2 separate regions of the Bombyx mori genome follow, and region 2 is linked to region 1. Evidence: chromatin contacts called from public Hi-C data. All regions are on one chromosome and are shown on one strand. Each heading gives the region's core, a stretch centred on a gene start, on an enhancer-like site or on the middle of the called end of the contact. The rest is flanking DNA. Distances are from core to core; before and after follow the strand shown. Region 1 overlaps LOC101736633 (actin-binding protein WASF2). Region 2 holds the start of LOC101736633 (actin-binding protein WASF2).

Region 1 (7,628 bases), core at 3,398-5,897:
GTATATAGTATAAGTATAGCAGCTGTTCAAACCAAAACGTATGACTGCTTCGCAACAGAAATAAACAGGACTGTGGTACCTATCCTATGCGGTCTACGTTCCATCAAGAGTAATGACAAGTTTGATTTTCATTACAAAACTATTATTTCCATTGCTAAAATCGTTTGTGAACTTGTGTTAAGTATACGATTCTTGAAAAATTAGTGCACCTGATTGCATGATTCGATCATTGGTAAAGTCGCATGATTCGATATAAGCACGCCGGGTGTCTTTATCCTTTAGACCGCAATGACTTGAAAAAAAGTTACGAAGTCTACTCTTAAATTATATTTGTATTTTTTTGTATTTTTTTAAAATATCACAATGTTCATTTACATTGTTCCTTACCAGACCAGTTTGATTTGACCAAATATGATTTTTGGTGCACGTGAAACTCTTGCGTTAAGAAATAAAATTTTATAAATTAAATATTTATTCTAATTTGAATAGAGTCTCTTTTATTTAAGGAACGCAATAATGATTCTAACACATAGTGGTATCATTTATTCTACACAAAATATTTAATTACCATTTCTTCGACGAACAAAAGTCGCGGAGCAGATTAGCGTGAGCGTCCCGTAATTTCCCACCTATTAAAAATACTATCGGAAAGCTCGGATCATTAGAGCGGCGCCAAAAATACTTCAATGAGGGCCTAGACCAGACCGCGCGTGATTTACCTACGGCATTGGCTCAATGAAAATAGTCACAGACATCTATTAATTCGCAATAACGTCACGTAATCGTCGGTGCCCGGTGCCTCATTTCGGCGTGTCTGATTAAATATGTGAAAGCGATCGTTTGGCGTACGACCTCCTGGAACAGAATGTCTAGACACATACTCATAGTCTAGATACGCGGCTGGTAAATAGGCGGGCTTTCCCCCCGCTCGGCGCAAAAACTGTTCATCAGACATCAAACGCGTGCGTCATTGTAATGCAACAGGCTAACCTTATAAATTCAGATCTATTCCAAATTAGTTGCACGATTTCGTCAATCACTCGAATAGTCTGTTAATCTATGTGTCTGTATGATTTTTATAACATCTATAGGCGAAATTTGAAAACCAATTCGATTATTATGTTTATTTAACTGAACCTAAGAGAAAAAAAAAAAGTAGGTAAAGGTGAATTGAATATTTGATTAGCGGTACAATAAAAATAAAAATAATATGGATTGTCATTTGTTGATCAATTTTGAGCAATGTGTTCGCTCCGTGCTCTAAAACACGTAAACTACATTAGTTGAATATTATTTTTTGAAATCTTATTTGCTTACTTTCAAAAAAGTAACTAAAGATTTTAGAATTTTTTTCACTCTCAATTGTTGAGATGTTTGCGTTTTAGATATTTGTTTACGGAACACAAAAATTATATCTTGTTAATATATATATGTATATTTTTTTTATTTATTTTTTTATTGCTTAGATGTGTGGACGAGCTCACAGCCCACCTGGTGTTAAGTGGTTACTGGAGCCCATAGACATCTCTAACGTAAATGCGCTACACACCTTGAGATATAGTTCTAAGGTCTCAGTATTGTCACACCGCTACCCCACCCTTCAAACCGAAACGCATTACTGCTTCACGGCAGAAATAGGCGGGGCGGTGGTACCTACCCGCGCGGAGTCACAAGAGGTCCTACCACCAGTAAACTATCGATTTAGTTTTCATTAAATAATAAACAATAATAAAAAATTTAATCGCAATCTTTGTTTTGTCTTGATAAAGAAGAAAGGAAAAATGTATTGCGTGTTGCTACGTGTCTGCTGATATAAATTAATTCTTTTCTTTGTAACATGGCACCTATTGTTTTGATCAAAGCTAAGCGGAGTTGCAGGCTTAATGATTGTCCTCTAGACGAGTCGTAACTACGACATTGACGACCGACGTACACTCTTTGTCCTCTACGTATAACTTGTGTATTTCTGACCTAATCCGTAGTACCTACATAATTTAGAATACCTTAATCAATAATGTACCACCGGTATTGTGTTTTATCGATTCAGCAGTGACTTGATTCCTAGACTGAATTGATGGCACAGTAGTTAGCGCCGCTGACTGCCGGGACACGGGTCGTGGATTTGATTCCCACATTCGGCAGCAATTTGTGTAACGAACTAGTTTGTTTGGTATGTGTCTAGGTGTTAATTACCTATATACGTATTTTAAAATTAATAAGTCTATTATTTAGGTCTTACGCGACTAGTAAAAATCATGAATTAAATACGAGTTAAGGCCTAAAACTATGTTCTCGTGTGATTAATGCTGAAAATGAACATACGAGTATGTCACGTCTCCTCAGGAATAGCCACTTAGGCTACCAGTGAATAGGTATGAAAAAAAAACAAGAAGGTTAGTGTAAAAAAGGTTTTTCGAAATAATACCATAATATAATAGTTTAAAAGACTAAGAAATCTTTGCTTTACATGCAGGTAACTATACTGAGACCTTAGAACTTATATCTCAAGGAGGGTGGCGCATTTACGTTGTAGATGTCTATTGGCTCCAGTAACCTTAACACCAGGTGGGCTGTGAGCTCGTCCACCCATCTAAGCAATAAAAATAAAAAGGTACGGTACTTGCACTAAGACCAAATAGCGGTCGAACCTGTTTTCTGTGGTTACTCCTTAGTCCAGACATAACTTGTTTAAAATATTTATTGTAAAATTAAGGTGTGGGCGTAGTATTGTGTGCAACTTTCCGATCATTATCATCTTTTCGCGATCATAGGAGCAAAATTGGTTGAGGCATCTCGGCAAATTAATTACTTTCTTGAATACTGGTGGTGGCGCAGATAGTAACTCCACACAACTTGATACTGCTCACTGTCTAGCCCATTTCTGTTAAGATGGAACGGTTTGTTGAGATTTAGAGGTTATGAAATTTGTGTTACCAACCATTTAAGACTTCGATATGCTACTGAGTGGTGGCATTTACAACGGTGGTACCAATGGACAGTCAATACAAAATAGGGAGTGAGCTCGGTTTTCGTAAAAGAATCATCGTTTTGCATGAGCGAGTCATGTCATAAGTTTCAGAATGCAATCTTTGTGTTCAATTCACCTCCAAACAACATGCATATACCGGTCACAAACACGTTTCATTGTTTGTTGAAGTTCTTTAAACAGACAAGAGGTCGTTTTCTGTACTTCGTTTATAAGTCTGAGAATTAAATGAACCGAACATTATTAAATGATAAAATACCCAGTTATATTTTACTGAGCTTAAAAATACAATAGAAAATTGTTAAAATTACTAATCATTATAGAACAAAATTATTGCACCATTTTCACCAATTACGCGATCGTTATTCACTTGAGAATAATTCAGAGACGGATTTATTCCGGTGAATAGAAAGGCGTCTTGACGTTCGAACATTTTAAATATCTTTTTTCGTCTATAAAAATTCACACCCTAATTGCCGTGTAAATGCTATCACAACTATGTATTTAGTCGTAACAAAAAACGGGCGCTAGATGTCTATCACGTGCATGCTGTCGATACCCGTTAAGTCTGTATTCCAATGCATTCATAGAGACGTCAACGCGAAATAGCTTACACTTACCAATTTGATCATAAATTGACAGAAATTGAATTATAGCATGTAGGTAGTATGTATGTAAGGTAGGTAAATAATTGTTTAATTACTCAACAGAGAATTAAAGTCCGAGAGTCGACAAACTGAAGTGACAGTGGGCTGGCCATATCTACCGTAGAACCGACGATCGCTGTGGTAAACGGGTTCTTGAGTGGAGACCACGCAGTGGCAAACGTAGCATGGGACGCCGCCGGCTAGGTGGTGCGATGATCTTCGAAGGATGGTTGGCAAGAGCTGGATGGGTAGAGTCAAAGACCGGGCTCAGTGGTGTGGATGGGGAGAGACCTATCTATGTCCAGCAGTGGACAGCAGTGGGCTTATGATGGTGATGATGGAAAAACACCGAGAGAGGATAAGATGGATCTATAGGGACTTGGTTAGAATGAAGACGGTGGTTTGTGGCTGCATGAGCCGAGTCAAGGTTGTAGTTAGCGGTGGCTGCGATTGAGGAAGCTTTCTTTTGCAATGCTGTCATACAGAAGCGCTCCTGAGTTGCCTTCATCGACTTATGGATGGGTTCAACATGGATCGTCGTGAAGGCCTACATTTTTCACATACCACGGTGTAACTAGATACGGAATACGAATTTATGTAGTGTCTGATAAAAGATAGAAATTAACAGTCCATTACAGAAACTGTATTCCTGATGGTGTTAGTTGTAAATAAAAACGACAAAAAAAGTACTTACAATTTTATCGTTAAAATTCAAATTTCGAGACTTCCATTTGGCAGTAATTAATTAATTAATTAATTAAGGAAACTAACAAAAATATTGAATATAAAAGCATTCTTAAAATAAAAATCATGAAAAAAAAAATTGGTCGCCATTGAACTGCAGTTCATCACGTTGAAAACTAATTGCGTTTACGGACGTATGTACCAAACTCTGTGTTAAGTTAACGTTGATATTTTCAGAATTTCAATGGAAGATTTCCTTATAATATTACGTAGACACACAGATAGCTGCCGCGGTCGTGTACCAGTCAGCTATTAAAAATTCGTCTGCGGCCTGTCTAGACGCGCTCCGCTTACTTTGTGACGTGACCCCGCAAGCATCCAGCTTATTACATATCTATGTAGTTGTTATTCTATCTTGTCTACAAAGATTACAGGTTTATATTAAAACCGTAGACTTCTCTTTAACATTATTCAAATTCAAACGTTCGAATTTCTGAAAATTCTTTTTAAATGTACGTACATATGTGCGTAATGAATATATTTTTCACTTTTTATTTATGGATGTTGAATTTTAGATTTAACAAAAATATACTAAGATATATGGATATATTTTGAAATTTGTACTTTTTAGTAAAGCCTCGTAGATTCGTAAATTCGTAAATTTTCATTTTGATAATTGAAGATGGCGGTGATGTTAAGCGGAGGAAATAGACAATAAATACACTTTGAATGCAGATTGTTTCTCAACTGCCCACAATAGCCTGGCACCTAATTATGCAGCGTTAGCTATCATAGAACAGAACATATTTGACATACGCCTGGACGCGTGGCCCTAACGACATATTCGGACCGTCGCTCTACCGAGCGGGTGAAATTACTCGGTAGAGTTAAATTTCCAATCAAGACAAACCTATCAAACTAAACGTAATTAAGACCTTTAATTAATTTATCGCTTTATACTTAGTCTGGCCATAAATACTGTTACAATTAAAAATAAATAAAATATTACATTTGAATTTGGAATCTGTCATTTTTATATGATTGCTCATTGAGTTTTCTCATTTTGGTGCCAATACATTGTACAATATTTTGCGATATTAAAATGGAGTGGGGTGATAAAGAGAACCGAATCGCTGTGATTGCATTACACAAAGTAGGTATGGAGCCAAATTCAATTTTTAAAACTCTCTATACGCTTGGTATTAGTAAAATGTTTGTGTACCGGGCTATTAATAGGTGCAATGAGACCTCCTCTGTTTGTGACAGAAAAACATCTGGCCGTCCACGTAGCGTTCGTACGAAAAAGGTGGTCAAAGCAGTAAGGGAAAGAATTCGAAGAAATCTTGTCCGAAAGCAATTATCAATTGAGCAATATTTTAACAAACAAAATGACCGTATTTATGCTCAAAGCTCTAAGGAAGCTTCCCAATTAGTCGACAGAGTGTAACGTGGGCACTATCCGACTTCAGATATCCATCATGACGATTAGCTCATAATCTAGCAATAGAGATTTATTATATCAAGTCTAATTTTAATTTCTTGATTGAAAGAAGTTTAATTTGATTTTATAAAAATATTAATGCAGAATATATTATTGTACAAACTCAACTGTAAAGATATTTTAACGATGATTCCGGAGACATTTGACCGCGTCTTGCAGGTCGAAGACAAAGACCGGAAAACACAGACTTACAAAACACATATTTAAAAGTTGATTCCAAAGTGCAACAACCTCTTAAAATTTCATTATATGTTTTTCATATGTTTTTTCACAATGAAGATTACGACAAATAATTTTGTATTAAACAACTATTCTTTAGACTGAACAATAAAATTTTATTCAATTAAAATAACACTGCATACTGTTGAACTTTGTTTTTTTTTTTTTTTTTTTTTTTTATGATTGAAGGATTACTGGTGGCCCGGAGGCCTTTCCAATTTCACCAGGACAGGTGGGCGAGCAAAGGCTCAGCCAGGAGGGGTGGGATTTGCTAACAGCTACCCGAGCGCCTCCGAAGGAGACCTAACAGCTCAAGAGCAGCTGCTTCGCGAATGAATCTACTACCGGATCGGAATCGCGACCCGCTGAGAAGATCCGGCGAGAAACTCAGCGAGCTGATTCATGGGTTAGGTTGCACGGCGAACTCTTTGTCGAGTTCGACGAGTACGGTTACCGAGGTCCCTAAGCCTGCTCCTAGAGCTGAAGGCGTCTAGTGCGAAGGTTATTGGATCTGATGGATCCGTAAGGACGTGTCTAGGGCGTCGACGGTGACTGGCTCCTGCATGATCAGGATTCGGGGAGTAGTCAGCGGCGGCTACGATAAGGCGATTATCATGACGCATAGCCTTATCGAAGTACCGTTCCGACGCTGACTTCATGTATTTCTGTATAGATTCGAGGCCCAGGTCGTCGTGTAGGTCAACGTTCCTCACGAACCACGGAGCTCCGACGGCTAACCTGCAAAAGCGGGATTGTAGAGATTGAAGGGTGTCTATGTGCGTGCGGGCCGCGTGAGCGAACACCACACTCGCGTAAGTCATGACGGGCCTTATGCAAGTTTTGTAAAGTGTCACCTTGTTCCGAAGGGACATTTTACTCCGCTTACAAATCATGGGGTAGAGTCTACCGAGAATAAACGCGGCACGGTCACGGACTGATTTTATATGCGGGCGGAATGTCATCGATGCATCCAGGGTAACGCCCAGGTACTTGACCTTCCTGGCCCAGGGTATGGATTGACTAAAGAGAGTAATCGGGGGTGTGAGATTCCTCCTCCTAATACGGGAGGAAATCCGTGTGGAGCTTCCCCTCTGAAAGAGCACCGCAGTACTTTTCGCTGGGTTGATGTCTATGCGCCATTTTCGGAACCACTGTCCTAGGGCTAGGGCTGCGCTCTGAAGCTTCTTCGCGATTAGGGACTTGTTTCTACTGGAATAGTAAACAGTCGTGTCGTCGGCGAATAAAGCTAAATGGGTCGGCGGCGACCGGGGAATATCGTTAACGAATAAGCTAAATAGGAGGGGTGAGAGGACAGAGCCTTGCGGGACTCCAGCTGTGAGAGGTCGTGGGGAGGAGCGGGTTCCCTCGACTCGATATCGAAAAGAGCGGCTCGACAAGAAGTCCCGTATGATGAGCACGAGACTATCCGGCACACCCATGTTGAATAGTTTGAAAATCAAACCGTTGTGCCAGACTTTGTCGAACGCTTTTGCGACGTCGAAGAAGAGAGCTCCCGTGTATAACGGTTTTGGTCGATTAAGCCCCACAAGAATGTGCTCCGTGAGGCGGTGCACCTGTTGAACGCATGAGT
Region 2 (7,652 bases), core at 1,676-4,175, 50 kb after region 1:
GCCACTAACTACTTCACCAAGGAGGAACTCAATATAAATATCTAAAACTTTTTTAAAGAGTTTTTCATAAACAGAATCCTTTGATATGGGTGTGATATTAGAATTATTACCTCAATACAAGTTACTACGAGTATTCTATATACATATATTTATATATACAATAATATTATAAGTATCATTTACTATATATGCATTATCTAGGTACTGGTTACTAGGTACTGGTGGTAGGATCTCTTGTGAGTCCGGACGGGTAGGTACCACCGCCTCGCCTATTTCTGCCGTGAAGCAGTAATGCGTATCGGTTTGAAGGGTGGGGTAGCCGTTGTCACTATACTGAGAATTTAGAACTTATATCTCAAGACGGATGGCGCATTTACGTTGTAGATGTCTATGGGCTCCAGTAACCACTTAACATCAGGTGGGCTGTGAGCTCGTCCACCCACCTAAGCAATAAAAAAAATTAGTAGCATTGTTTTTGTTGATGTGTTAACTTTTGTTGTATTCTTTGTGCAATCAAAACTGTTTTGTGTCTAACTGAACGCAACGGTCGTATGTCAAGTGAACCGTGAACACAGCGTGAAGGGCGGGCGGTACTACAGACCGGCTACAGAATATCCGGCATCCATCTTTATGACGACACAAATATACCTTCCTTTTCGCGCTTGTACGTTTCTTCATAAGAGTGACAAAGCGGCAATACATAGGATAATTGTGCTTATCGAATATAATGCACGTAAAGCTGGGCTGTGCAGACTATCTGTCGGCGCAGACAGAATGCAATTAAATGACGTCATAAGCCACCTTGTGCAAGGGGACGCTAATCACTCACTGCCGCCGCCTTAATTTTGTTTTGTGTAGCTACAGATATGCACTCGCCTCACGATACTGTCGGAGCCTAAAGATACTATCAGTAGATAGTTAATAAACAAATTTGAATCGTTGCCTAGTACATAAAACGCCCAATTTACTCGTAAACATATTACAGAGATATGACTATTTGTGCGGGCGCCAGTTTATTTAATCATGTCTTTCTGCTCCGAAGAATTCATTTGTTCCAGTTTGAAAGGTGAAACGACTCTTAGACTTTGGCCCTATGTTATGCGGGTAGCTGCATTCATTCATAGGCCCCGGTTGCTTTTAAAGCAGTTAGCCCATCTATGGAATTAAGAAACTTCTAATTACATATTATAATTATGTAGGCAAATCAGCATGATAAGATATGGAGGTATAGCCCGTGTACGGTACAGAAGGGAATCTCACCGTGAATCTCACAATTACGTTGCATGGACTAAGTTAGTCCTGTCTGCTGTTTAAGATTTTTATATTTATCGCTCAGAATTTCTGTATTCTGAGATTTATCGGCATTGAACTTGAGAAGACGAGAGCTAACTAGACGACTGTCTATCTCATCAAGTATTATTTTTGTAGTAGTCTGTAATATAATAGTAATGCAATAAAATGGTAATATGATTCATATAGTTAATTTCTTTCCTTAGATGATTATAGTCAAACTGCCGGTTGTATCGAAGAGATCGCTCTTAGGGATAAGACCACCATTTGTTCTTTTTGTGTTTAATCTTTTGCTTTTTTTTTATTCCTACAACAGATGGGCGATCTATCTGGTGGTAAGTGGTCACTAGAGTTACCACGTTACCTCGAAGTGAATCATGTTAATGCTACCACTCACTCACTTTGAGACTTGAGCTCTAAGTCTCAACTTTTACAAGATGGTGGGGCATAGTAACTATGTGCATATTTTTTGCGGGTTTGATCTTTATAAGCAATCTTTATAACGGCCGTCTGGTGTAGTGGTAAGTGACATGGTCACTACACAAGGGGGTCGCGGGTTCGAATCCCGCCAAGGGAAGATATTTGTATGATAAATATAAATGTCTTTTCCAGGGTTATGGATGTATATTAAATATATGTATGTGTATAATAAAAATCTTATATTTATTTCCGTTATCTGGTACCTGTAACACAAGTTCTTTACGAACTTAGCACGGGACCAGTTAACGTGGCGTGATTGTTAGTAAATATTTATTTATTTATAAAAAAAAAAAAAAAAAAAAAATATTCCTTCACCGTGAAAGTCATTTGTGTTGATTTTGTATTGGTGTACAATAGAGCATACTGTATTCTACTTTATTACGTATCCAAAGCGTTTAATATACACAGGTGTGTGAAGTTTATAAATGAAAAGAAAGTCAATCTTATCAATGACGAAACTTCAGCCACCTCTATCCTTATTTTAGAAACGTGGTCGTACACGAAGAAAGTAAATTAAGCACATCAAATATGATAAAATATAAATATTTTCGAAGCTATCGAAAAGTAAAAATAAAAAAAATTATAAATTTCCCTTTTAAATTCCAAGCTTTTAAGAGGATTACAGCGTTGACAAAGCTTCTAAAACTTCAATCACAAACCATATTCAGCTTACATAAGTAGTTATTTGCTTACAACTATGAGGGTGATATTATACGAACAGTTAACAAAGTAAATCTCATTTATTAGTTACATTATGAATAAACCCACACATATCTCGAATTGGAATAAACTATCAGCTTTCATAATATATATTTTGAAGTTAGCTTATTCAAATGAGAATTATTTTTTACCTTTCAAAATCTACTACAAATTCAGTTCACTTATCACAGATAATCCGTAGTTCGTATTGTCATTAGTGCCTTCGTAGGATTCTCCCGACCTTCATTGAAATGTCACTTTAACCCTTAACTTTACGTAAATATGAATGATATTAAATTGATTCAACAATACACGTGCTATGACAAGAGACAGACGCGACGGATATGAGGTCTTCCGCGGCGTTATCGGTCGGCACTTTTGTTAAATTAAAACGGATGAACGGTCTAAAGTGGAGCACTCCATAACTAACTGTTGGTGCGGAGACGTCTGCGAGCGATTACGGCAATCTAAGTTACGGGTTCCGTGAACGAATACGTCACGACATTAATAATATTTAACGCGAATAAAACTATTTTAGTTTTTCTTGTATGTCTTATCAATCAAGAGACATAGTATACCTTGCTTTAACGTAGTCTTTTATATTTTGGTTCGGCACTTTATGAGTCCGCACTGGCCGGTTCCACCGCCCTGTCTCAAACAACAATCACGGGCTATACTGGATAGCTGTTAGCTCAACGCAGCTTACGTCTAATATCTCAGGATGATTAGTTGCGTTTACGTTCAGGTGTCTATGAGCTTTGGTATCCACTAAACCCCAGGCCGGCCGTCACGTCGTCTGTTCAACAACGCTAATAAGAAAAATGCAAATTAAGGCCCCAGCAAGCATTTTATGATTCTTAACATATCTGACGTTAGTCCATTAAATTTCCACAATATTTACAAATCAATATAGAGGTTTGGTCGTGGGTATGAAAAGACAGTTTGTTGATAATTTACGATCTAATTGGTTTTTTAAATATTATTGACTCTGCTTAACATCATGTTGACCGTGAATTTCGTCAATTCATTTAAGCTAAGTGAGTAGAAAAACGCAGCTTTCCGAACTAACATTCCTTTTGATTAATTATTTTCCATTTTCCATGGAAACGCGAAGTAAAGTCGGCAGACGATAGAAAATAGGACGCGCCAGGCGTCGTGTGGGGTCGGACCCCCTCGCCTTGTTTCATAATGATTAAGGAACTTAACCCAAATACTTGAACAACAGCAAATTTAACGTACTAACTCTGTATTAAGAACACTGTGGTTTATATAGTCTTCCGAAACCTACACTTATTCCTAATCCATTATTATAAATACTGTGATAGGCATCGTTATATCATACTTTTAATATGTGCATTTAAAAATTACAAATCCAAAATATTCAGTATTGAGCGAACTCAATTTAAAAACGACTACACGTTATTCAATTTTATTGTGAACGTAATTTATACATCATAGGCTAGCACCAATGTACCTATGTACATAAATTTCCATAATGCAATTCGTCTAGACCAGACAGTGCGCCTCGCGACGTATGAGTGAATATTTCTTTCAGATACCTAACGATATAAAACATGTTTATTTCATTTCACTTTTGTTTTGATTTCTTTAACGACTACGAGTTTTATCATAAAGTTTTTGACGATTACTGTTTACTTTTATAATGCCAGTTAAAACAGAGAAGCTTTATATAGTAATTATATGATTTTTGTATACAGATAGATCCAGTGGGTAGGATTTAATTATCAAAATTAGAAATCCAAACATTATTAGGTGAAGTGTCACTGTCTAAAAATATTTATGTGGTTTTTAAGAAACCTTAGTTTGGCGGATATAAATAAAAATAATAACATACCTCCGTCATAGTGCGATATGCATTGGTATGTAACGTGATTCCATTCATAAAACCAAGCGGCAGGTCCTCGTGTTCATAATTTTATAACGGATTTGTGAAAACTTATAATTACTTCATCGTTCTTTCTCGACCGTTTCAACATAGCTGAGGATCGCGACTCTCACGATGTAGTGGATTGATTGACTCTCTTCATCGATATCTGTTACTAGCCAGATAGAGAGCGGTACTTCATCATAAATTTTGATTACTTATTACTTGTCCTCTATTTCAGATTGATCATTACCTTCAAAATATCAGTTAATAATAGTGTATGCCTATATTTAAAATCATTAAAGATGAATTAAAACGAAAGCTGTTTCTCTATACCGATATCTATTCGAGTTCTGTGAAGCGTGCCGGTCGGAGCCGTCTAGAGGTGAACTCAGACGATGCAGTTTGCACTAACTTGTCTGCAACGAGCTCTGAGTACAAAGCGTGCGCCGCTTTACAAAATACGTCGTCGGTTTACCGACTTGGACTTTGGATTTCGTAATATTAAACATTTTTACCCTTAATTTTGACGATTAAAGTTGTTTTTCACTATAAAATACCAAGGATACTATAGCATAGCCTCCAAATAAAATAAAAATAACGTCGTCATGACTTTAATCCAATATCACGAATAATATCAGCATCAGATCAAGAACACTATTCGCAAATTACATGGCGTCATTTATGGTTTGAAAAATATATTTTTTTTTTAATTCTTATACCGAGCTTAGAACTTGAAACGAGCTAACGTCCCACCTGCTATTCAGTGGTTACTGAAGCCCATAAACATCAGCAAGAAAAACGCTACTATCCACCTTGAGACCCACCTGAGTTCTAAGTCTCAATTCTGTAGCACAAAGGTGCCCTACAATTCAAGCCGGGACGCGTTACTGTTTCGCTGCAGAAATAGGCTGAGTGTTGGTAACTACACGTACGGGCTCACAAGACGCCCTACCCCCAGTGGAAGTGTTAATCCAGGTAAACTATTGAGCGTAATTTCATCTAAGCTCATTCAGCCACACGTGATTGAGTAACAAAAATCCAAACAAACAAAATTTCACTTTAAAATATTAGTAGAGACGTAAAGTAATAGTTTAATAATCGGATCTCTTGTAACAAAAAAAAAACGGCGATAGTTGAACGTCTGTGTTCTATTGTATAATTTTATTTGATCGTGCACTATGACGTTTAAATGTTAGTAATAGGTGTTTGTCTAGTCTAGACTGCGAGCTGGGAACAAACAGAGGAGGGACAACAGATCGTCTGGAGGTGAGACGAAGGCCTCTTTACCTTTTGTGAATAAATGCATTCTAGATATCGACTCGTCTGAATCGCAGACAAGGAGATTATAATAATAGGTTGATTTATAAAGTTATTCGAAAAGCTAAATAGCATTTGATTTTATTTTATTTATTAGGTTGATTGCAAGGTCGAGATGTGATTTTCAAGAAAAACAAGTGTATTGTGTACCCATTAATCTTAACTAATAAAACATATTGTTTTATGTTATTTTATTACACATTATTGTGTAATATAGACTTATAAAATACATACACATACATACATAAGGTCATATATACATAAATATGTGTATATGACCCTCTAATTAATTTTATTATTGTATTAAAAATTATGATAGATAGACTTGTGGTCCAAACGCTTTAAATATTTATACATAGTTGATTTATTATGTCAGAACATTTCAGCCTAATCAACTTAAAAGGGCAGAAAATTTAAAGGGCACTATTTAAATTATATGTATATTATTATATTATAAATCATATAACAGTTAATAAAATAACTGTAGACAATATTAAATATTAAATGTACATTATTGTTACAGACTAAATCCTATACTAGCCATTTCGTATAAATAAGCCCATAATTTCTTGACTTATTGCATAAAAAAATATTTATATACATATTTTAGATTTAATTTTATATTAATTTATAATAATTTGTCAACATCAAACGATGATCATAGCAGAGCTCGTCTAACTGCATTGCTGTACTTCATTTGTCAAATAGACCATGGTAAAAAAATGTATATAATTGGACATATTACTTCTTACTTCTAAAGCGAAACATTGCCGTTTCAAGAGTGTGACAACTGCTTAACGATAGAGCATTCGACATCATGACGTGTCAGGGTAGATGGGGCGGTATTAGCGTTGTGATATTTATGGCCTTTGGTAACCGCTAAACAATCGGAGGGCCGTGAAATCGTTCACTTGTGTATACAATAATAACGAAAAGAGTTTCTACCCGTCTAGCGGATCAAAATAAATTATATATCGAATACAGTGAATACATGAGCTGGCAATACTTGTATTTTATCCTTCGTAGCAATATCCTTACCTATTTAGTAACTATATCCAATAACGTGAAGTTAAAGACAAGATAATCTGTCTGCAACAACAAGATGAAATTTACATAACCTGTCCGTACTAAGTATTTCTTGAAAGAAACAGGATTGGTAAGGACATCTTTCTACAGAGATTTGCACGGGTGTGTACTTAGTACATTACTCAAATAGCTCCCATTGTTAACAATGTGACGGTTTAATTTAAACCACATAGATTCGACAACCTTATTAACAGTGCATTGGACAAAAAACAAATTTAAAAAAAAACAAAAACCCAAACTACTTACAATAAATCGAAGCTAATCTGCGATGTAGACAACTTTGAATTAACGTCACTTGACCTGACCCCTTTGTGATTAGTTCTATACAGAAGGATGTAGTCAGTCTAGACGCCCTAAACGCGTTCTTTACGCCTACGCACGTCATTGTCGAGTAGTCGCGCTCCTGAAACTACGTCGTGGCTCTATTCTATTATGTTTATTGATATTAAATAGGAAAGGTCGTCAATAATTTATCCCTTCTTCTATGATGCAATATCATGGTCACCATACATTTTGATTTTGTTCGTTTAATTTAACGTTATTTTGCACGGATGGCTCAGCAGCATTGTGAATTCTTCTCACCTAAGGAAATGGGGATTAAAGTAGGGCATAGTGGTTAATGGCATAGATGCAAACGATTTCATGGCCCACTTGATGTTGGACGTATATATAGTGTATCTCATAGATAATGCAGCCATTCCGATAGAGGCACCCGTCACGTGCGGACGTGCTCATCGTCCACTCGATCGCCCGGTCTTTGTTCGCCCGGCTTTTGTTAGCCCGGCCATTGTTCGCGCGGCCTGTGTTTGTGGTACATCTGCCGACTAAGTGCTCTTTCTGGAAGTTTTTATTTGTTTTGTTTCCTTTTGTTGTTTCTGTGTTCGTGGTACAT

Evidence for each region. A called contact is a pair of places that touch in the nucleus more often than the background predicts.
Region 2: a Hi-C map of whole pupa shows a contact between it and region 1, with 2.0 times the contacts expected there. The contact joins the promoter of LOC101736633 here to the enhancer-like site in region 1. A contact is called at or near these places in 2 of 7 Hi-C or Micro-C datasets (midgut and whole pupa).

Annotation. Positions count from the first base shown.
Region 1 is chr11:11,860,939-11,868,566 of ASM3026992v2, forward strand. The region is part of intron 1 of LOC101736633 (actin-binding protein WASF2); the gene reads right to left. Among protein-coding and RNA genes, the nearest start is that of LOC101736633, 51 kb to the right of the region's middle. Within about 2 kb of position 4,648, at least 4 of the 8 cell types and tissues checked have open chromatin away from gene starts, as enhancers often do.
Region 2 is chr11:11,912,726-11,920,377 of ASM3026992v2, forward strand. LOC101736633 (actin-binding protein WASF2) reads right to left here and starts at 2,926. Exons shown (of 5, transcript XM_062671176.1): 1 at 2,622-2,926.